2 separate regions of the Gossypium arboreum genome follow, and region 2 is linked to region 1. The links are chromatin contacts, called in public Hi-C maps. All regions are on one chromosome and are shown on one strand. Each heading gives the region's core, a stretch centred on a gene start, on an enhancer-like site or on the middle of the called end of the contact. The rest is flanking DNA. Distances are from core to core; before and after follow the strand shown. Region 1 has its middle 11 kb from the start of LOC128295390. Region 2 has its middle 26 kb from the start of LOC128295473.

Region 1 (4,203 bases), core at 1,281-3,780:
GTCATCTAATTAGTGACGCGCATGAATGGATTAACGAGATTCCCACCGTCACATCTACTATCCAGTGAAACCATAGCCAAGGAACGGGCTTGGCGTAATCGTGAGGAAAGAAGACCTGTTGAGCTTGACTCTAGTCGACTTTGTGAAATGACTTGAGAGGTGTAGGATAAGTGGGAGCTCTCGTGCGAAATTGAAATACCACTACTTTTAACGTTATTTTACTTATTCCATGAATCGGAGGCGGGACGGCCCTCTTTTGGACCAGGGGTAGACATTGTCGGTGGGGAGTTTGGTGAGGCGGCACATTTGTTAAAAGATAATGCAGGTGTTCTAAGATGAGCTCAACGAGAATGTAAATCTGTGGAACAAAAGGGTAAAAGCTCGTTTGATTTCGATTTCGATCGAATCTGAACCGTGAAAGCGTGGCCTATCGATCCTTTAGACCTTGAATTTGAAGCTAGAGGTGTTAGAAAAGTTACCACAGGATAAGCGGCTTGTGGCGATAGCGTTCATAGCGACGTTGCTTTTGATCCTTCGATGTCGGCTCTTCCTATCATTGTGAAGCGTAATTCACCAAGTGTTGGATTGTTCACCCACCAAGAGGGAACGTGAGTGGGTTTAGACCGTCGTGAGACGGGTTAGTTTTACCCTCTTGATGGTCGTGGTCGTAATAGTAATTCAACCTAGTACGAGAGGAACCGTTGATTCCCACAATTGGTCATCGCGCTTGGTTGAAAAGCCGATGGTGCGGCTACCATCTGTTGGATTATGTTGAACGCCTCTAAGTCGAATCCAGGGCCAGAAAGCGACGACGCGCCCGTCGCCCTATTGCCGACCCGCAAGAGGGGCCTTTGGCCCCTAAGGCACGCGGTCGTAGGTGCAATGATCATGCGGTGGACAAGTCATGGCGCCTCCTTGGGCGTAATTCCCAGCGGCGGTTAGAATCCTTTGCGGGCGACTTAAATCTGTGACGGGGTATTGTAAGTGGCGAGTGGCCTTCTTGCCACGATCCACCGAGATTGACCCTTTGTCACTTCGATTCGTCCCTCCCCCATCTCCCTTCCGATCCACCCTTGTTCTTTTGCATGTCCCGACCTTGGGGTCCCCAAGTGGGGGACTTAGTGTAAGGAGTTAGTTAAACACTTGGCCGTGCCGCCCCCCGGGAAACATGGCACAACGGGGGCCGTGGTGGTGAGAGTGCGAGCTCCCAACTGTTGGCGGCCCGGGCACGTGTTCAATTATCTACCGTGCCATCATGCCATATTTCATTCGGCTTCTTGTATTTATTTTGGGCCAACAGAAAAAATTTTCAATTAAAAATACTAAGTGTAAGTGGCGTAAAAAAAAACTTGCCCCCATTTCAGGCATGTACGGGAGCCTCGGGCAACATCCGCAACGTAGGCCATCCCGTGGTGAGGGTCATCGGGCAAACATCGGCACCTTGGTGCCTCGGATCTGCGGGAGCGTTGGGCTGAAAAAAGTGTCCCTGTTTCAGACATCTGAAACCTGTCCCTGTTTCAGACACATGAATGTCGACTGGTAGCACATTGACCAAGTTTTTTTAGCTCTTTAGGGGGGAGGTGATATTGAGCAGCCAGGGGTTATCCAGGGCACTGCCCATGCCCATCGCATGCCCGGACGTCGGTGCCCCCCCACCACCGGTTAGGTTCCCGGCGGTGCTCCGACGATCCATCCCGGCGATGATCCGGCGAGCCATCCCGGGATACACAAACGGCGCAACGAGTCCCTCCCCAATCCTAAAAGGTAGAATTCGGATACCGTTACATGTTCGGTACCCAATAATGAATGAATCGTCCCAAAGGTAGGATTCGGATACAGTTGCATGTCCGGTACCCAACAATGAATGAATCGTCCCTATCCCTCCCCTTTTGCAACAAGAGCCCCCAACACCTTTGGCCCCGCGGTAGCCTCGTACACTATCGGCAGCGTGTGCCATCCAGTGGTCTTGAGGCCATCCGCACCACCGCCCTTTTGATGTGTCGAGCATCGGGTAGCATCGGCACCTTGGTGCATCGGATATGCGGGAGGGTCGAGCACCAAAGCTAATTTTGGGCCCCCGTTGGTGCAGAAGCGTCGGCACCATAAAGTGTCCCTGTTTCAGACACATGAATGTCGCCTGGTAGCAAGATTTGGGCGATTTCTTTTTTTTTTTTTTTTTTAGTTCGTGGGTCTGCCTGTATTCTTTTGAATATTGTGGCAGTATGGAGGGTTAGGGGGGTGCTGAGTTGTGTGGCGTGGCCTTATATTGTTGGTCTTTGTTTTGATTTTTGTTACTGTTCGGTGATTTTGTTTTTGATGCGGAAGGATCTGATTTTGATTAACGCTGGACAAGACGTTTCTTGCAGTGCGATTTGATCGATTATTCACGGTGATTTTTTTCCTTTTTTTTACTATTTTTTTCAGTTCTTGGTATGTTGGGTACGCTTTTCAATGTTTACGTGCGAAGTGCATGCTGTATTTGGGATAAATCGCTAAAAGTTTTGAGGCGGGCCCCACGGTGGCTGTGAAAAGTGGCAGTGCCGCTGACTTTTCTACGTTTCTTGGTTCATTGTTTCTGCATGGATTAAGGGTTTCTTTCAAACCCTTTTGTCTTTTTGTTTTGCTCTGCATGCATGTACGATTTTCTTGGCACGTTATTTGTTCAATTTTATTTTCGACGCTTCTGTGTGCTTCGTCTTTCTCATCTCCAAAGTAGTTTCCTGTGGGTTGCTTGATGGGAATTATTTTCTTTCACCTGGGCTGATTCTTGTGGAGTAGATGCAGTCTATTTGCATCTTTTTAATCTTTTGCTTTATCTGGTTTCGTGTGGTTGCCTCTGCTTTTGTTTTTTTTTCTCTTTCGCAAGTTTTAAAGCTTCTCTTTTCGTCTTTGTTAGATTAGTTTGCTGCGTTTCTTGTATCTCGTTTTCTTTTTGTCTTATTGTGGTCTGCTAGGTTCTGCTGTCTCGAGGGTTTTTGGTCTCGGGGTCTGTTTTCTCTTCTTTCTGGCCTTTAGTGGTTGCGTTTTCTTCTCGGTTGTCTTATGGAGGAAAGGCCAGATAGTGATACGACAATATCAACGGATGAGATAAATGTGCTCCTGGGAAAGTTGAAGTTCTCTGAAGAAGAATCGGTTCAAATTATGAGAACAAATGATGGAAAAAACGTCAAAGGTTTCGAGTCATGGGCTGTGGGCAAGATTATGGCGACAGAGCATCCGAACAGAGAAGCGATGTATAGGGTGTTTAAGTCTCTTTGGTATACAAAAGAAGAGGTGGACTTTGTTGCATTACAAGAAGGGGCTGTCATAGTCAAGTTCGGATGCTTGGAGGATCGAAGCCGAATTCTCAATCTTATGCCTTGGTTATTCGACAAATGCTTATTCTCAATGGTACCATTTGTGAAGGGAAAGAACATAGCTTCTTATGAGTTTGGGTTGTCGCCTTTTTGGTTAAGAGTCTACAATATCCCTATTGAACTCATGGATCGCCAACTGGCAGTGGAAGTGGGGAACGCCATAGGTGAGCTGGTGGCGATAGATTGGAAGGACAGAAATGGTGCGTGGACAGAATTCATGAGACTAAAAGTCAAAATCAATATTTCAAAACCATTGAGGAGGATTGTGAAGTTAGCGAGCAGATATGGTGGGGAAACGATAGGGGTTATAAAGTATGAGAGGCTCCCCGACTTTTGTTACGTGTGTGGGTTGATAGGACACACTTCTAAAAATTGTAAAGACAATAGGGAGGGTGCTGGGATAAATGACTTAAATGCCCAGTATGGAAGTTGGATGAGGGCCCCTTTTGTGAACCCGAACCAGGAGAGGAACATGAGGAGAAATGGGGTGGAAATAGTTAAGATAACAATCACTGCGAACGAGGACAAGGAGGAAAGTCAAACAAATTCAAGGGATGAAAGTGGGCAGTCTGCCCAGAAAGGAAATGAGAAGGGGGGTGAAGAAGGCTTGATATCGACTTCACCTGTGGAAAAAAGAAGTCATAAGCTTATACGTGACTGCATGGGACGGTTTAAGCATAAGAGGAAGCGCATGAGGGGGCCAAACGGAAACAACAGTGAAGAGAGTCCATGCAAAGTTGTTAGGAGGAGATTAATGGAGAGTGTATCACCTTTTAAGGCGGTGGCTGGTGATCAGCCACGCCAGGAACCATGAGGATAATATGTTGGAACTGTCGTGGGGTTGGAA
Region 2 (4,295 bases), core at 450-2,949, 120 kb before region 1:
AACTGACAAGAAATTTCTTACTTGCAACATCCTCGATCATGTATCTTGTTTCTAATTTGTCCCATAATTCTTTAGCGGTGACCTCGTTTTGGTAGGTGTCGGACAAACCATCAGATAAACCATTCAATATGTGGCCCATGCACATGTAATCAGTATTGTCCCATTTTTGTCTTTCTCGGGTTGCAGCAACAGATTCTTTTTCAGTCTCGTCAGGTCTTGGAGTATCCAAAACATAAGCAATATTCAAAGTTGATAATAGGAAGTGCATCTTTTTCTACCATCATCTAAAATTGCCACCATCAAACCGATCAAGTCTGACAAAATTGGAAGCCAACTCCCTTAGTGTTCCACTTTCATAAGTTGTGGTAGACATCATGAATTATAACCTTAAAATTGTTAGTACAAAACTTCGGTGAGGAAAATCTCGAACAGACGAACAGAACTCGAATAAAAGAAGAAATAGGACAAGGCTCCAATGCGTGTATTAAGCCACTATCTTTAAGGTTATATTCGCCCCCACCTATCTTCGGTGTGCAAACGAGTTCCAAGCAAATTAACCTCGAGGATACAATGAAGCCAATGACTATTTGCGTTTTGCACTGACGAGAATAGTCCACTACACACTGAGCAATATATGACAAGTAACTCAATTTCTATACAGAATTTTTGCAGTAATACTTTATAGAATAATCTAATAATATTAGAAAACGAAGGAAGGAAAGAAAGAATCTTAGAGTTTGATGGTATGATTTCCAAATGAAATCTCATTCCTATTTATAGGAATTTTCATGTCTCTTCATAGAGACATCTTTCATCAATAGGTGTCTTTCGAATAATAATGTATTTAAAATTATTCATTTAATTATAATTATTCAAATAAAATTATTTAAATAGTTATAATTCTTTTTCAAAAATCAAATAATATAATCTTTTGATTAATTACACCTATTCATTTATAGTTATTGGAACACTATAAATATTTGAAAATGTTCCAACAAGTTGATTCGAATAACTTGATTAACTTAAATAATTCGAACTATTTAATTTAAAATTTAAAATTTTTATCAAATTTTTCGAATCAAATCAAATTTTGCTCACCTTTATTTGAACGCACTTGAACCTACGCCCTCTTGTATTAACAATAAGCTAATACTCAATTTGCAAGATATCCACAAATCTAAAATAATGTACGAATATTAATTATAGAAAAACATAATAAAAGATGAATACAAATACCTTAGGTGTTTGAATGAATTGTGAGGAGTGAAATCTCATTTCCCAATATAAGATAGGAGACAAACAGTATGACCTTATATTTAACAGAGCAATTTATATATAGATGCATACAAATTGTTGATGACAAAAAAGGGTTCATGTTGCCTGTCTTTAGCTATTTGAGACACTTTGCCTGCTCTGCTAATTTCTGGGCTGTTTTGCAGATTGAAAACGAAAGATTTCCCCATCTCACAATTTCCATCAACCAATTGAAGATTTTTAGGAAGGTAAATTCAAGGATTATGTAATTTTTATTTTAAAAATAGTAATAGTGAAATAAAAAGAACGTGAAGTGAAGGGGCATTTGCAGAAAGTAATAAATGAGTGAGGTGAGAAGGCAATGGAAGGTAATGATGACTATTCATAAATAGGTTCAGATGGGGTTGGTAGGTGGCTTTTCTCCTTTCTCTCTGTGTCTCAGCTCAATCAAATGCATGCAAAACCATTACAACCACGACGTGCTTATTTCAGAAACTCAAGGCATTCCTCACACCATTCAATGCGCCTTTGTGTATTTGGATATCACATTTATTATTCATGGTAAAAATAAATATTATTTTTTAAATATTTAAATTTGTTATTTGAGGTTTTATTTAGACATCCAAATCATTATTTACTGATAAAAATAATTTTTAAGTCCTGATCTGATTTGGATTTGAATAAAGACTTAGTAGTTCTAATCATGACATTCCTGCTGGACCATGGCATTAGTTGTAGTGCATGTATGGAGGCCGAATTATATTTTTTGACTAAAGATTTAGATATCCCTGCTCTGCACTGCACTGCGATGCACTGTACTGCACTGCCAATGCCATGGGTGGCCCCTTAAATGTAATTAGAGAAGGCATGTGGCACGTAGTATAAATAATAAATAAGAGGGGGGGACCATTTGAGATTGACCTAACAATGCAAAAACCTCTCCGTTCTGAGACTGCCGCAGTTAATACATACATACATACTATAAGACATGGGAATTAGGGAATTACAGTAGCTTTTGCTATTGCTTTTTTCTTTATATGAGTTTGGGAAGTGCAAAGAGAGGGACAAAACGGATGGTCAAACTATGTGGTACATTGCTGCTACTCTCCCATTTGGCATTTGTATCTAACCCTCTTAGGCCTAGGGTCTTGTTTTTTTGTTATTTCCTTTTCTTTTCTGCCCTATTGGAGAAAAATATTTTATAGTGTTTGGTAGGTACGTAAACCTATCTATGGGTTTTGAGAAAATAAAACCCTATCTATGGGTTAGATAAAATTCCTTGTTCTAACGTTAATCTTTTATAATTAAAATTAAAACCGTTAAATTAATTTTTATATATTAGATTAAATAATAAATTAAATATTTTAATTAAAATTTTTATTTATTTTAAAATTCAATATGATTGGTAGAATAATTAAATAGTAATATGTAACATGTTATGTACACTTTATGATTTTAACATAGAAATGGATGTAATTTTTAACAAAATGATCAATTTATTTTTTTAATGTATAAAAATAATTTTTAATTTCATGAGTACAGAAAATAAAATACAATCTAACTTGTAATATTAATATCCTATATTATTTCTATGAAAAGTGATAATTTAAAGTCCCAAACTCACTTTTATTTATTGCTAAAAAATTAAATGAATTTGGATGCACTATCAAATTTCAATTTAAGATTTTTCTAGCTTTTCCTTTTCATAAGAAGATCAAAGGGTATCTCAAGATTTACTTAGATTTTAATTCTCTATTTTAGCAATATATTTGCTCACTTTGTCTTGATACATGGCTTTATAAAAAAATCTCATGATATTAAACCTAGATGGAAAAATACCCAAGCTTCTAAGGAAGTAGGAATAGGAGATTAAGTATAAAATATTTCTATTTTCTACTACCATTTCTCATTAAACGATATTTGTCAAAAACTTGTAACGATAATATTTTAATTTAATATAAGTTTGAAAATTGAAAAGTTGCAAAACATTTATTTTTTTAAAGTAAAAAAACATTCTTTAATTTCAAAGAAATTAAGAAGAGAGAAAAGGAAGCATTTACTAACAAAACAAGCACAGAAAACGACACATCAACCAAATCCCTTCGTATTACTTTGATAAACTTATGGCACACAAGACTGAGACTGTATATAAATAGATAAGTTTAAGGAGCTTTTTCTCATCTTTCATGGCTCTGTTTCCACTTCCTCCATAGCCATTTTCTACTGACCAGTCCAAAAAGTCTTAACCCTTCTTCATTGGCTTTCCGAGCCATAAGCTCCTATCAATGGCTCAACGACGCCCATTGCCACCCTTGATCATGGACCTGACCATCGCAGTTCGTCCGCCAGGTCATCAACATCCTAGCTCAAGAAAAGTAGATTTCATGTTATGAAGTCCATGGCAATATCTCTCCTGAGCTTATTCTTCTTATATCTTTTCTTCTATTCTCGAAACTCTTTGATGATTATTCGAGTTTTCTTGACCTTGCAAGTCCGTAAGCAAGATAAAATTGTTCTTGATCACTTTAAGAATTTTCAAGAGACTCTGAGCATAAAATTTTCATCAAAGGTTCGAGAAAGTTCTTATCTATCTTCTATCCCTCCTGAGCTGTCTCTTCTCTTCGTCTCATTTCTCTTTATCCTAGCTAGGGTTATCTTTTATCACCTGTTTAAGTTTTTAGCTTAAAAGTATTTCTAAATGCAATTGGATTATCCGAATAAAATTTATGGGCTTACACCGGTATGTACGTGGTTGTTGAAAGAAATATGTATTTACCAATTTTAGTTTTCTTTACAATTTTTTTTTTGTAGTTTTTTTAATATTCTATGTATTTACTAAAGAAAAAGAAAAAAGAAAACATCCTACGAAGCAATATCAAAGAAGAAAATGTAAAGGAAAAAGATTAATTTACAGAACATCCTTGAAAAAAGATGACATATGAACAATGGAATTAGGACTAAAGGAATCTTTGGTTCATGGTGAGATTCAACTCTATATTGTTGGATACATGCACTTAATAGTGAGATCGTAAATTAAAAAC

What was found. A called contact is a pair of places that touch in the nucleus more often than the background predicts.
Region 2: a Hi-C map of leaf shows a contact between it and region 1, with 1.7 times the contacts expected there. The contact joins two enhancer-like sites.

The regions. Positions count from the first base shown.
Region 1 is chr7:11,460,653-11,464,855 of ASM2569848v2, reverse strand. It overlaps the pseudogene LOC128295763. Among protein-coding and RNA genes, the nearest start is that of LOC128295390, 11 kb to the left of the region's middle. Within about 2 kb of position 2,530, at least 1 of the 2 cell types and tissues checked has an H3K27ac peak or open chromatin away from gene starts, as enhancers often do. A contact at or near this core is called in leaf, where this site is marked.
Region 2 is chr7:11,580,940-11,585,234 of ASM2569848v2, reverse strand. No RefSeq gene overlaps it. Among protein-coding and RNA genes, the nearest start is that of LOC128295473, 26 kb to the right of the region's middle. Within about 2 kb of position 1,699, at least 1 of the 2 cell types and tissues checked has an H3K27ac peak or open chromatin away from gene starts, as enhancers often do. A contact at or near this core is called in leaf, where this site is marked.